3 separate regions of the Zea mays genome follow, and all the other regions are linked to region 2. The links are chromatin contacts, called in public Hi-C maps. All regions are on one chromosome and are shown on one strand. The core of a region is the stretch at or near the end of the contact, and the rest is flanking DNA. Distances in the headings are between cores, read along the strand shown.

The links. Hi-C and Micro-C count contacts between places; a contact is called where the count stands out from the background.
Region 1: a contact with region 2 is called in a Hi-C map of ear, with 3 times the contacts expected there. The contact joins the promoter of LOC100280450 here to the promoter of LOC100273446 in region 2. A contact is called at or near these places in 6 of 25 Hi-C or Micro-C datasets (bundle sheath, ear, endosperm and 2 more).
Region 3: a contact with region 2 is called in a Hi-C map of ear, with 2.6 times the contacts expected there. The contact joins the promoter of IVR1 here to the promoter of LOC100273446 in region 2. A contact is called at or near these places in 8 of 25 Hi-C or Micro-C datasets (bundle sheath, ear, endosperm and 2 more).

What each region holds. Positions count from the first base shown.
Region 1 is chr2:24,392,932-24,397,051 of Zm-B73-REFERENCE-NAM-5.0, forward strand. It overlaps LOC100280450 (peroxisomal biogenesis factor 11 family protein), which reads right to left and starts at 2,569. Exons shown (of 1, transcript NM_001153370.1): 1 at 1,609-2,569. The coding sequence starts at 2,429. The coding sequence ends at 1,746. It overlaps LOC103648480 (probable LRR receptor-like serine/threonine-protein kinase At1g63430), which reads right to left. Exons shown (of 13, transcript XM_020548223.3): 12 at 4,010-4,120; 13 at 3,483-3,905. The coding sequence ends at 3,657. It overlaps LOC100280605 (pepsin A), which reads left to right. Exons shown (of 1, transcript NM_001153523.2): 1 at 1-136.
Region 2 is chr2:24,147,812-24,152,231 of Zm-B73-REFERENCE-NAM-5.0, forward strand. LOC100273446 reads left to right here and starts at 2,961. Exons shown (of 4, transcript NM_001147883.1): 1 at 2,961-3,320; 2 at 4,381-4,420.
Region 3 is chr2:24,295,747-24,300,099 of Zm-B73-REFERENCE-NAM-5.0, forward strand. It overlaps IVR1 (Beta-fructofuranosidase 1), which reads right to left and starts at 1,408. Exons shown (of 5, transcript NM_001176120.1): 1 at 601-1,408. The coding sequence starts at 1,362. LOC109944488 (a long non-coding RNA gene) reads left to right here and starts at 3,056. Exons shown (of 2, transcript XR_002267525.2): 1 at 3,056-3,182; 2 at 3,249-3,736.

The sequences.
Region 1 (4,120 bases), core at 1,319-3,818, 240 kb after region 2:
TCTTGTACAGAGCCACTGCCACCCGTGTGTTGTTCAGTGCCACGTAGTTGTATGTTTAGTGATACATCTCGCTTTTTTTTTTTTGTAGTTTTTGTATCTTCTTCTGTCTCAATTTGTCTGTCAAGCGCTATGGGAACCTGCGTTCTTGCCAAGATCGAAAAGGACTCCACGGGTTGCTAGCAACAGGGAGACAGCAGTAAACAGACGCGAAGCTTTGGCACACTTGTTGGTGAATCATTGTCGTGCTGATGCTGTTGCAGGTCCGTTTCCGAATTCCGAGATCTGCCCGTCCAACGCCGGAGAGCAATCGCATTCGAGCCTTGATGCAGGTCTTAAAAAAAACACCACCTTGTCGATTGCTGCTGCACCTGCACAGGAAAGCAAGTGGATTTTCTGAAGCTGGAGCCATAGGTTTCTTTTGGATAAAAAAAATAGCACGACGAGTACAGTAGCAGGCAGTTTTTGCAGGCGAGCAAGGCTGCAAAACCAATGATAAAAAAAAAATGAATGGATGATGGATGCGCGTACGGACAACCGGTGTGGCTTCGCACGTGTGGAGTGGTGAGCTGAACATGAGCTGGCGGCCTTTGTCTCCCGCTGGAAAGGCAGGACGAGGTTCAATGTGCTGCAGAATTTGCGTGGTCCACGTTCGTCAGAGTCAGACTGAGGTCACTGGAAGATAGAAAGGATGAACTGTGAACTCAGCCTCAGAAACGTTGGAGCCAGCTGTCCGAGCCTAATGACTGGTAATTCGTGGATTCGTTGGCTGTGATTGAGTGATTGTGGTTAGCCTAATGAAGTAATGATTGGTGTATGGACCCCGGGTCAGCTTTATGACTTTAGCTCATGCTCAAAGGCTCTCCTCATCTGCTTCGTTTGTGCTGGTGCAGGGCTGCGGCCCACTTGTGCAGCTAAATACGAGCGAGTACGATGCCATAGCAACTTGCAATGCCAGTCCGCAGGTAAAGAATGCAAGAGGGCTCGTGGAGCAATTTGGCAAGCATGACTGACCTATGCGTTTAGTTTTCTGACTAAAGTTTAGCTTGTGTTATACCAAATATTGGAATATCAGTTGGTGGAACCAAACACCCCCTTATCAAAATAGGAAGCCATATAAATCCAATGTACTATATATTACGCGATCGCCCTAATCAAAAAGTAAAAACACCACAATAATGATGGGAGAGAAGCGGTAGACAATTCCAACATTGGACCTTGTAAGTAGTAAATTCAGAGCAATAAACTGAGAAAAATACAGCAAATCAATTTTGATATGAGTTAGAAATAAAAATAACTAAATACAGAGTCTATATGAAACATGATTAAGATGTAAATTTGACATTTTCCACGGTGATGTTAGTACTTAGTAAACCAAACACTCCATAAAACCCTTATATACTGATTTAGGCCTTATTTGTTTCCCTCTAAATTATATAATTTGGATTATGGTGAAATTGAGATTACAAATAAGTTACCCAGTACTAGCTTATTTCAGCTTATTTTGTGGCACAATGTGATATTTTACTTTTATATTCTTTCACCATAATCTAACTTATATAATCTAGAAGGGAAACAAATACACTCTTACTCCTCAAATCTCAAAGATGATTTAAGTTTTCAAATTAGGCCTTAAAGGTTATTGCTGGAGATAGAAAAGGTTCAAATCTGGCAATATCATCATGCATCGCAGCCGCAGTTAAATAAGTGAATGAAAAATATGCACATGTAGGCCGAAGCGGCCCAGTTCACGAGGGCCAGTTTCTGTACCAGCCAGCCCACGCTGACACGAGGCCGCTAATCCCCAGCGTGACGGCGTGGTTGCAGAACGGGTTGGGATCGGTTTCCGCGACGGCGATGATCAGGTCGGCGGCGTTGGCCGCCGTCGCCATGAGCCGCATCACCCTGTCCACCCGGATCCTCCGCACCTCCTTCTCCGCGGCGTCCTTGGCGCCTTCCCTCAGCAGCTCCCTCTCCTGCCGCAGGCCCCGCCTGATCATGATGAAGTCCATGGCGATGAAAAACACGTAGCCGACGGCCTCGCCGAAGGCCGACACGAAGCTGGCCCGGCGCGCCAGCCAGGGCTCGAGCACGCCCGCGCGGGACAGCCACGTGAAGTGGTCGAAGAAGAAGTAGACCATCTCGCCGGCGTTGGCCAGCACGGCCAGCGCGCCGAGCTCCCCCGGGACCGGGACCGGGCCGCGGCGCAGCGCGTTGAACCCGGCCAGGAAGCGGCCCGACCGGAACGCCTTGCGGCTCAGCCCGGACGCCGTCTCCCAGCTCTTGGCGCGCTGCGCGAGCTCCGGGAGCGAAGACTCGGCGCCCCAGTGCGCCAGCTTGGACACGTACTGGAACGTCTTGACCAGCTTGTCGATGCCGTCGCGCTTCGCCAGGAACACCACCAGCTTGTCGAGCGTGTCGCCGTTGCTCATGATCAGCTAGCTGGCGAGACGCTGCGTGCGGCTTGTCGTTGGCGAGAAGAAGCAGGACGCGTGCGCGCACAAAACATGGGTGAGAGCGTGAGGCTGGCGCGGCGTGTGCGTGTGGTTTGGCTTCGGATAGAGGCGTACTTGGCCAGGATGCGTTTCTCCTCTGCTCTAGAGTGCAGAAGTGTTACTTTCTGGCGGCGAGAGGATTGAGGAGATGAGGAGCGGGGACAGGATAGCTCCCCTCTCATCTTTGTCCGCTTTCTTGATTGGTGCCTGTGGCTTTGTTGCGAGCAAATGGTGCCTGTGCCATTTCGCCGGCAGTTGTGGCTGGAGAGGGAAAAAAACAGGGCAAGATGGAACAAAAGGACTAAGGACCTGCTATGGTAGCAGCCGCCAGCCAGATTCCAGAATCTGTAGGAAATTGGGATCTGCCTTTTCAGGTCCAAAGTATTGTTCTCTTGAGGGTCGTCGCACACAAGCGCCACCTGAATTAAGACCCTGAGAAGGAATATCACTACAACGCCAAATTGAAGAATTTGTCCTTTTTTTTCTGATCCGCGTACATATTGTGTCCAGTCATAACAGGAGGCTAAAGACAAGATTATCTGGAGATGACCCGCGATGACCAGTACAACGCCAGATCTCCTTTTGGGCATCTCGCCAAAGAAGACTACGATGTTTGCTCTAGTGTCCTGACACACTAAGGAGTCGACAGTCGTGCAGGCCGCCGTGAGAGAAGGAAAGATCGACGATGACGAATCGTGCTTCACTGGAGAACATGGGCCAAAGAGCTCGGCTAAGTTGGAGACAGAAGCATGCTCTCCTGCGCCTCCACATATGTAAGTTTTGTCCATGTTTGCATCTAAACATCTACCATACAAAGAACAACATAGGCTACTACCCAATTCGAACCTCTCTATATTATGATTGTATTATACTCTGTGTCATCGATCTATTGTAGCAGTCTTTTGTCTAGCCCCCTCCCTCTGATTTTCTGTACCTAAAAAAAGAAAATGCTCCCTCTATTTGAAAAGATAAAAATGCATCTCCTCGCGCTGATGAAATCAAAACTTGAGTCATTTTGAATTCAGATCTGTGAGCCATTTCTCTCTCCAAAAAAGGGAGAGAAATAACAATGCCAAACGGAGTAACAACGGGTTAAACCATCGTCACTGTCCAAACATACAGTCTAGCAAGTGCAGCAAAACATGCAAAGAGGGTATCTAGGTTCTAGGAGATGGCCAGCTCGGCTTCGGCCCAGGCCAGAGACGAATTCCTGAGCAAGGTGGCCGCCGACGCTTCGATGCCTTCCTCCAGGATGGCCGCGATCATGCTCATGGAGGGCCGCCGCGACGGCTCCAGGTCGATGCACAGGTTCACCACGTTGCAGACGATGCCCAGGCTCTCCTGGTTCACGCTCTGCAGCCTCGGGTCCACCAGCTTGCCGAACTCCTCGGGATGCTCCAGGTGCTTTCTTGCCTGCGTGCAACGCGCCCGGTATTTGTCAGTGATAACACATGCAGATAGCCTCAGGCAGTGTAGCATGAGCAGGCTTGGCCGCTCGAGTCAAGAAGAGTCATTACCCAATCCACCAAGCCTCCTGTATCTTTGGAAACCGAGGCTCTGCCACTGACCAGCTCCAGCAGGATCACGCCAAACGCGTAAGTGTTGGCCTGGACGTCCATGAAGCGCTT
Region 2 (4,420 bases), core at 1,711-4,210:
AGCTAGTAGCCTCTATAGTGTGGTTTTGGATGCTCGCATATTGCCTTGCTACAGTTTTTGTAATCCATCTGATGCAGATCTGGTGTCTCTAACAGCATTAAGCTTCTAGCTCAAAACTTATACTCACTCCGTCCCAAAAATATATTTAATTTGTTAGTCTTTTTTTCCGACTACATTCGAATTAATGGTAATGAACCATACACACAAACTACATTTGTAGATTAATTAATGAATGTATATTTAGTCTAAAACGAATTATATATATTTTGGTATGAAGGGAATATTAGTTTTGGCCGTACGATCGAATCTAGATCAGCCGGCCGGTCCAAATTTAATTTAATAACAGAGCAAATGAGGTCGAGATGTAAAGTAGGGCTGCGTAATGATCAGGTCGAGCCCACGCCGGACCGCCCGCAACTCCGCAGCACGCCGGCCGGCTGCCCCACACGGCCAGCCCTATCCAGTTCGTCTTGCCTCATCTCTGGAACTACTTATATCTTTAATCAGGTTTAGCAGTTAGCACGCACTCTCTGTATATACTGTCCATCTGATCTATCTATAGTATATAACAAATTGTCTTATTTCGGAACCTATCTATAATACTACTACTGATGCACACAGTACAATTGTTATATTAATCTAGTCCATGATGCGTGTGTGTGACAATATAAACAGTTGCATGGCTACGTCATGTCGTCAGATGGTAAAACTTTGGCTGCAGTGAAGATGCTGGGCGCACAACGCCCAGCATCAACCTCCGATCCGTTGCTGGTTGCTGGCTCTAAGCGCTTTTGCCAGGAGCCAAGGATAGTAAAAATTAATTGACCAGCTACTACTAATGACACACATATATAGCTAGCTAGCTAGCTAGGCAGCCCTGTGCTAGCTGGTCCTGTTCAAACGTGACGTATCTTGAAAGGCTTAATAAGCGATCCCTTTGGGCCTCTTTTTCAGGGAAGGATACGATCGAGCACTACTAGTGTCCGAGGCGTTTCCCTGTAGGTTTCCATTTGGAGGAAGGTCGCCATCCGAAATATACTTGGGTCGGTCGAGCTAGAGACGTACGGGCCCAGCCGACCTGAGAGCGACGACCATCAGGGAGAACCAGACAGAGAGCTGGATGAGTTGCTGTTGTTGGTTACTTACTGACAGCTAGCTCTAGCAGACGACACGACCAACCATGGACAGGTGCAGCGCGTTAACAGTCACCAAGAGATTGACCTATGACGAAGAATTATTCACACAGAAACCATGTGCATGCATATATTTGTCTATCTATTAGAGTGCGTATATATATCAAAGATATCATGCATTCTCCACGTATATATAATTGCACAAATCGATAGCCTTGGGCCACGGTCACTAACAAACAAAGCGAACTGTGGCCGATGGACATGCATGCCATGCAACATCACCTGTGAAACGTCTGGTTCATTAGACATAGTGCATGGTGGCGTGGTTGCAATCGATTCACCGATCGATTAGGTCACAATGATGAGAGCCCGCATCCCATCGATCGCCAGCCGTTGATAGCCATAATAACTTGGCTTCTAGGGCCACACGCACCGATCGATGATTCATGCACGTTTCAGTTAAAGCCCCGTTTGGTTACAGTAGTCTTAGGACTAAAATTTAGTCCAGAGACTAAACTTTAGTCCCTACACTGTTTGGTTGTAGGGACTAAATAGATTTTAAATACATTAAATACAACGCATAAATACTAAAATACACATTTTCTTGTTTCACGTCAAGGCAAGGGCAATTGGAGTAAATGTTGGCCTTTAATCCCTTTTAGCACCCATATGAGGGACTAGAGAGTAAAACCAATTAGTCATTACTTTAGTCCATCCGTTTGGCAAAATAGAGACTAAACGAGACTAAAACCAGAGACTAAAGATTAGCCCCTCTAACCAAATGGGGTCTAAGGGCCCGTTTTGTTTGAGGGACTAATAAAGATTAGTCCCTCTATTTTAATCTCATTTAGTCACTACATTGCCAAACGGTGGGACTAAAATAGGGACTAAACTGTTTTATTCTCTAGTCCCTCAAGGGGTGACTAAAAGAGACTAAATCATATAAATTCCACTTTTTGCCCCTCATTTATTTCAGTTGCACTAATTAAGGGAGAATGATAAGGGATATTTTAGTCTTTTTACGATTCATTTAATGTGTTTTGAAAAGTTTTAGTCCCTAAAACCAAACAGCATATGACTAAACTTTAGTCTTCTAACTAAACTTTAGTCACTCGACTAAAGTAACCAAACGGGTTCTAAGTCTCTCGATCTGGATTATCGAATGTGAAAACAAGACAATTGCACATCACCGGCAATGTGAAAGGAGTAGCAGCGGCAGCACCTTTTACCACATCGTACGTGTTGCAGACTTGCAGTTGCACTCCGCCTTCCTCCTCCCCCATCTCTCCCTGCCTGCCCGGCCGCCTCTGTGAGTTTCAGAAGAAGAAAGGTGGTGGCGCAGAGCAAGTTGCATATCCGGCCGGTTCCGGTTCCGGCCTTTTGTCGCTCGCCTCGCGTCTGGCTGGCACCGCCCACCATCTCTTTTCTCGCATGCATATGTCCGGAAGGCAGCCCCTCGCTTGGCGCACTGGAGTGAAAACCTCTCGCACGTTTTGGCTTGGAGGACCGGGATCGCTGAGAGGCCGGCCGGCACAGACCGATCGATGCCGGTCGCTGTCGTCGGCGGGTGAGGTGAGGCGAGGTGGCGGTTACGGCGAAGAAGGCCAATAGAAAAACGCGGAGGGGGTGAGGGAGGGAGAGCGAGCGAGAGATCGGGGAGGGAGATCTCCGCGTCGCTGTCCCCGCCCGCGTTGCGCCTGGATTGCACCCAGCCTTGGCCCGCAATCCATCCGCGCTTTCCGGCGCCACCCACCACCGCCCACCGCCATATATACACCACGCTGCGCGCGCCCCTTATCGATCCCGCCTCTTCTCCTCCGTGTATCGATCCGGCTAGCTGACGACAGCGAGGGAGCTTCCGATCCCGCCAGCACACATCAAGGTAGCCCCTCCATGCATTTCCCCCCGCCCTGAGCTCTAGCTCCCATGCACTCTCGCTCGCCCATTTGCTGAACTGCGGCGGCTGGGCTGATCGATGATGCATGGTCTGCGCGCGTGTACAGTTGTTTAATTTTCGATCCATTCGCGCGAAGCGGGCCGGCCGGCCGGCGAGGAAAGGGTGGTGGTGCGGCGCGAAGCGTTTCGGCCGGTGCTCCAGTACCTTGCAGTCGGCGTGCTAAAAGGAGTGTGTGAAGCCGCCGGCGCAGCTAGCTTTGGCACGAGCACGACCGCACCAGGCCAGCTCAGGTAATCTGCTATCCATCTTGTTACGTCTGCACGTAGGTTTCGATAGTCCAGCTACGGCAGTACTGCATGCTCCACAGTCGGGATGTGCGAAGGACATGCTAATTCGACAGTGTTTTCAAACCTTGAGAAAATCTAAGGCAAGCTGTTGTCGTCGGGATTCACAGTCTTAATTATTTTCTACGGCTTCTTGTTTAGAGGAAAGCAAATATGCATGCATGCATTAATATGGTCATGAGCTTTACTGATGCTTCCGCCTCAGGATATAGTTGCAAAATGTTTCCGAGACAGTGAACTACGTACTCCAAAGTCTTCTCTCTTTACCACGCTGTCATCTTTGAACGTTGATTTAGCCAATTCAACGTAAAGGTCTCGCCACGGGGGTATGAAATCTAGCTTCATTGACACAAAAGAAATAGACAAAGCAACGCATATACTGGGTTTTCGTCCGGGTGATCATATGATATATGCTACTGTCAGCAGGGCCAAAACTAAGTGGGTGTTTGGTTTCTAGCTATGGACTAATTTTTATTCCTTACATTTTATTTCATTTTAGTTTCTAAATTGTCAAATACGAAAACTAAAATAGAGTTTTAGTTTCCATATCTTTTGTGGTCAACAAAGGAGAGATATTACGCGGCTTGTTCGGTTAGATTAGGGGTAGACTAAGAGAAATTAGATTCCTCCTTATTCAGTTTTGAATAGAAATGAATTTAATTCCCCCTCGTTCCTCACAATCCCACTCAAACCAAACATGGCCTTAATTAGATATATTGTGTTGAATGGACCAAAATATTTTCAAAACTCCATTAATAGCTAAAGCTGTAAGATTTTGGTGGGGTCTCATTCAAAACCACAAGTGCTTTTATCACTATAGAAACTAAGGGTCAAGTTTTCTAATTAGAAAAAAACTTTCGTTACATATTCTTGAACAGGACGGCCCGGGCCATACATTATTATCATTCATTTTGCTAGTACAAATTAGATAGGCCCACACACCAGAAGACTAGCTGACAACAGAAGTTATGGCTAAATGATAGCTTTATTGTTAACCATGGTGCAGTGAGGTTTGCTTGACGTCTACCAGCTGCGCATAATAACTT
Region 3 (4,353 bases), core at 158-2,657, 150 kb after region 2:
GCACGCTTGTACAGAGCGCTGCAGCAGGCGTGGCCGCGTGGAGGGGACGGGGCAGGATCACGGGAGACCACGACGGCGCGTACAGGGACGTGTACAGGTGTGAGGATCGGGGCCTCTGTGCTTGAACAATTTTCAGGGACGTGTACAGGGATGTATATGTAAAGGAACATCACAGCTGCAGAGACCTATCTAGTGTTTATGCATGCATGGATCATGCCACGCTCGTCTAGATGGTTCCTTGAGAAATGTTTTATGGGATTACTTCCATGTTTGTTGGATGATCCTAATTTCCCTTTGTTGGACAATCCAAAACAAAACAAAGGGGAAAAAAAGGGCAAGTCGACGAACCCTACCGGCTACCCCTACCGTTGTCTCCTTCAATCGGTTGTCAGAAGTAATGGTAGCAGAACTGTCGTTTATACGCAACCCCATTGCCCATCCTTAACCAGCTTAGCTACATTATTACCGAACGTGTGACACCATGCATCGCCCACCACACAAAACCAACCCACCAGATTATCAAGTTATTATATCTGGCCATTAATTAATGATTCGATGCCAGCAAGATTCAAAACATGCTAGCCTCAACCTGAAACGTACCTGCACGGATGCCCAGCCCTTGAGGATGTCCGCGCGCTCGCTGTCGGTCTCGCCGACCCACCCCCAGAGCACCCGCCGGCGAAGGACGGGGTCGTAGAAGGTCTTGGACGCGTAGTACTTTCCGTAGTCGTACCGGAGGCCGATGCCGACGTCGTCCTCCGCGCTGTCGGGGGTCCAGGTGTCCGTCGCCGGGTCGTAGGTGCCGATCGCGTAGTAGTCGTGCTTGTCGTCGTCGAGGCTGGCCTTGAGCACGTGCTTCACCCCGGGCCCCGGCGCCGCGGACGTCTCCAGCCCGTCCCCGCTGTCCGCCGCGGCGCCTGATCCCGCGGCCACCGGGTAGAAGTCCACGCACTCCCACATGCCCGTGCCCGGCACGGCGTGCATCAGCGCCGGCGCCGGGTCGTACCGCACGAAGTCCTCCGTCCGGTACACCAGCGCCAAGCCCGCGTGGTCCCGGTCCTTGGACCCGATGGCGACCCGCCACGCCGGCGTGTCGTTGCCGGGCGTCCGCCACGCCGTCGTCGGGTCGCGGAAGTCCGTCGGCCCGATGCCCGGCGGCGGCACCAGCACCGGGTTGGCGTCCGACTTGACCCACTCCCGCAGCAGCGGGTCGGACGCGTCGGCCGGCTCCGCGAGGTTCTGCACCTGCGCCGACGACTCCGCCGTGGAGCCCGTGTAGAGCATGACGATCCGGCCGTCGGGCAGGCGCGTCGCCGACCCGGACCAGACGCCGTTGGCGTCGTACGGGTGATCGGGCACCATGGCCAGCGGTAGGTGCAGCCAGTGGAGGAGGTCGCGCGAGACGGCGTGGCCCCAGGTGATGTTGCCCCATACCGCGGAGTCCGGGTTCCACTGGTAGAAGAGGTGGTACCAGCCCTTGTGATACAGCGGACCTGCGTGCAATGCAAAAAAAAAAAATGTCACGACATCAATACGCGAAAGCTAGCTGATTGGACAATATATATGTACCGAACCGATACGATTATGTCGTGCATTGACCCGTGGACGTGGAATGCTAGGAGCCGCATGCACGCAGAAAAGCAGCATGCCGAGCTCACATGTGATCGATCGGATCGGAGCCAACAACTTACCGTTCGGATCTAGAGAAGCCGGTCGAGGAAGATAGATATACGCGGCCGGCGGATCGGGTATCGCCATGTGCACGAGGCGTCCGTGACAGAAACGCGGAACCAAGTTAGAGCCAGAACGAGAGGAAAAAAAGAAAAAAAAAACGATCCGCGCGTCGTCACCGATGGCGACGGGTCCAACTAACCGTTCATCCAGTTCTTGGGGGGCTGGAAGTGGAACGCCGTGCGCTGCCACGCCAGCATCGCGTTGGTCCAGGAGAAGTCCTGGAGCGCGCCGGCGCCGAGGAGCTGGGCCGTTGACTTCTCCGACACGCCCTCAGCCACGCCACGGGAGGCGGCCACCTCGACGACGACGGCATCTTCGCCCGCGGGAACGCCCCCACCCTGCCCGTCGACGTGCTGCGACGCGAGGACTGTGACCGCCACGACGACGAGCAGGAGCACGGCGGAGACGACGGCGGGGAGAACGGTCGGCGTCGCCGGCGGCCGCTTCTGCCCGGCGCCGGCGGCAGCCCGCCCCCGAGGGTCCGTCTCCGGGAGCAACGGCCTGCGCGCGCCCCCGCCGTCCAGCGTCGTCGGATCAGCAACGGCAGGGATCATGGCTGCCTCCTCCAGAAACACCAGGCTTTCTCGCTATCTAGGGTTCGAGTAATGGTAGACGAGATCGAGGCATGCACGATCGGTGGCACAGCAGCCGCCTTATGCTGTGGCTGGCATGGGCGTGTTCATACGGGAGGCATGCGCCAAGGATGAACGAGAGAGAGAGAGGTGAACGTTGGAGCAGCGCAGCAGGCGCCAAGCGAGCAGTATTTATAGCCAGGCAGCCTTATTTGGAAGGAAGGACAGATGCAATCTGGCAACGATCTTTCAAGCTTTCGGCTATTGTTTGGAAGCCAAGTGCGGCTACCGGACGAATCGGGCGAGGAAAGCACGGACCCTTTTGCTTCGGAACACCGGGTTTTGTGTTGTTGGGTCCAAGTGGATAGGAGACCGAGTCACCAAGATCACGCCCTAATTCATACTCCCTCCGTCCAAGTTTAACTGGCGTTTTAGCTTTTCTCAGACATAATACCAGCAAAGAGAATAGACGCATGTACCCCTGTGATCTAGCGTGACGTATTAACTGCAATTACTGCTGAGTACACGAAACGGTTCACAGCCTCCAGCCCTCCACGGTGCTTTATTTCGGCGTCACTTTCTTCCCACCATTTTTTCACCACAAAACAACACATTGGCGGGAGCTTTTTTCATAAAAATTTCAGAAACAACAGGCGGCAGCACAAATTTTTGGAGGCAATACAAATCTCTGGCGCTTCTTTTTTAGATTTACAGCTCTATAAATACAACCCACCCAGTTACACAGTCACAAGCACAACACCTTCAAATACACCACCATGAATTCCGATCTGAATAGCTTCCCTGGAGATGTACAAGATGAATCCGCAGCAAACACATCTTTGGCGTCAGCTATTGACCTGAACAGCTTCCCAATAGGTAAGTCAATCAGTTGCTTCTCTACTTGTTGTTATATTGATATTTTTGTTTCAACAACAAATGCAGATAACGAAGTTTTACCTGATCTAAATGAGGTACTCCATCCATTTGAACTCAATGAGCATTGGGGATACCAGGCGAAGAATACCACGAAGCAACAACGGGATGCAATATACAGTTCACTGCTAGAAAGAAGCCACAATGGAAAATTATTCAAGAACTGTACCCAGTTAGTTTCTGTTGCCCATAATGTGAGTATCAGGACAGTGCAGCGCATATGGGATAGTTAACGTCGAGAAAGAGTACGAAGAATACAACCCAAGTAATCTAAGAAGAGTATTCTTGACACTTCAAGCATGCATGATTGAGGTGATGAAAAACAATGGAGGCAGTCGATACAAGCTCCGCACATGAACAAGTCTAGATTAGAGGCTCTAGGCATTCTACCTGATAGGCTAGATTTAGAACCCGAATTGTACGAGCAGGTGCTAATGACATTGAGTACCCAAGAATAGAAGTATCAAGTGAATGAAGGAGCATCTTTCTGTTGTTCACCCGTCGTCACCTTGCCTGCTCCTTTCTCTTCATTCGCCGAAGTAGCAGCATTCTTGCACAGTGCGTTCTCTTCTCCCGTTAATGAAGCAGCAACCTTGTATCCTCCCGTCTTCGAAGCAGCCACCTTGCCTTCCTCCTCCATCGCCGAAGCAGCAACCTTGCCTCCTCCCTTCACCGCGTCCTCCCTTGCATCTTCATCGGAAGATGTGTAATCTACCAGCACCGCCCCCATCCGGCGTCGAGGGATTGTGGGGCGGATGTAAGGGTGCTGGCGCTGGCGAACGGGGGCTTGGATGGAGCGACGAAGACGACCTTGTAGGTAAGCCTTTCGCCATTTCTAGCTAGGGTCAGATTCTTCACTCGATTATGGAGAATAGTAGGGCGGAGGAACTGGATCCATCTCGTGGTTGAGAGAGGGCGGCGACGACTGCTGGGATTTATCGCGTGGATGAGAGGAGGCCAAGAGTCTGTTGTTGTGGGAACGAAGCGAACGGGTATGTGAAACGAGGAGATAACTACGGTGGCATCGAGGTGTAGACCACAAACGACACATAATTCTGGACAAATAAAATGAGCTAAAACGCCAGTTAAACTTGGACGGAGGGAGTATGGGTCA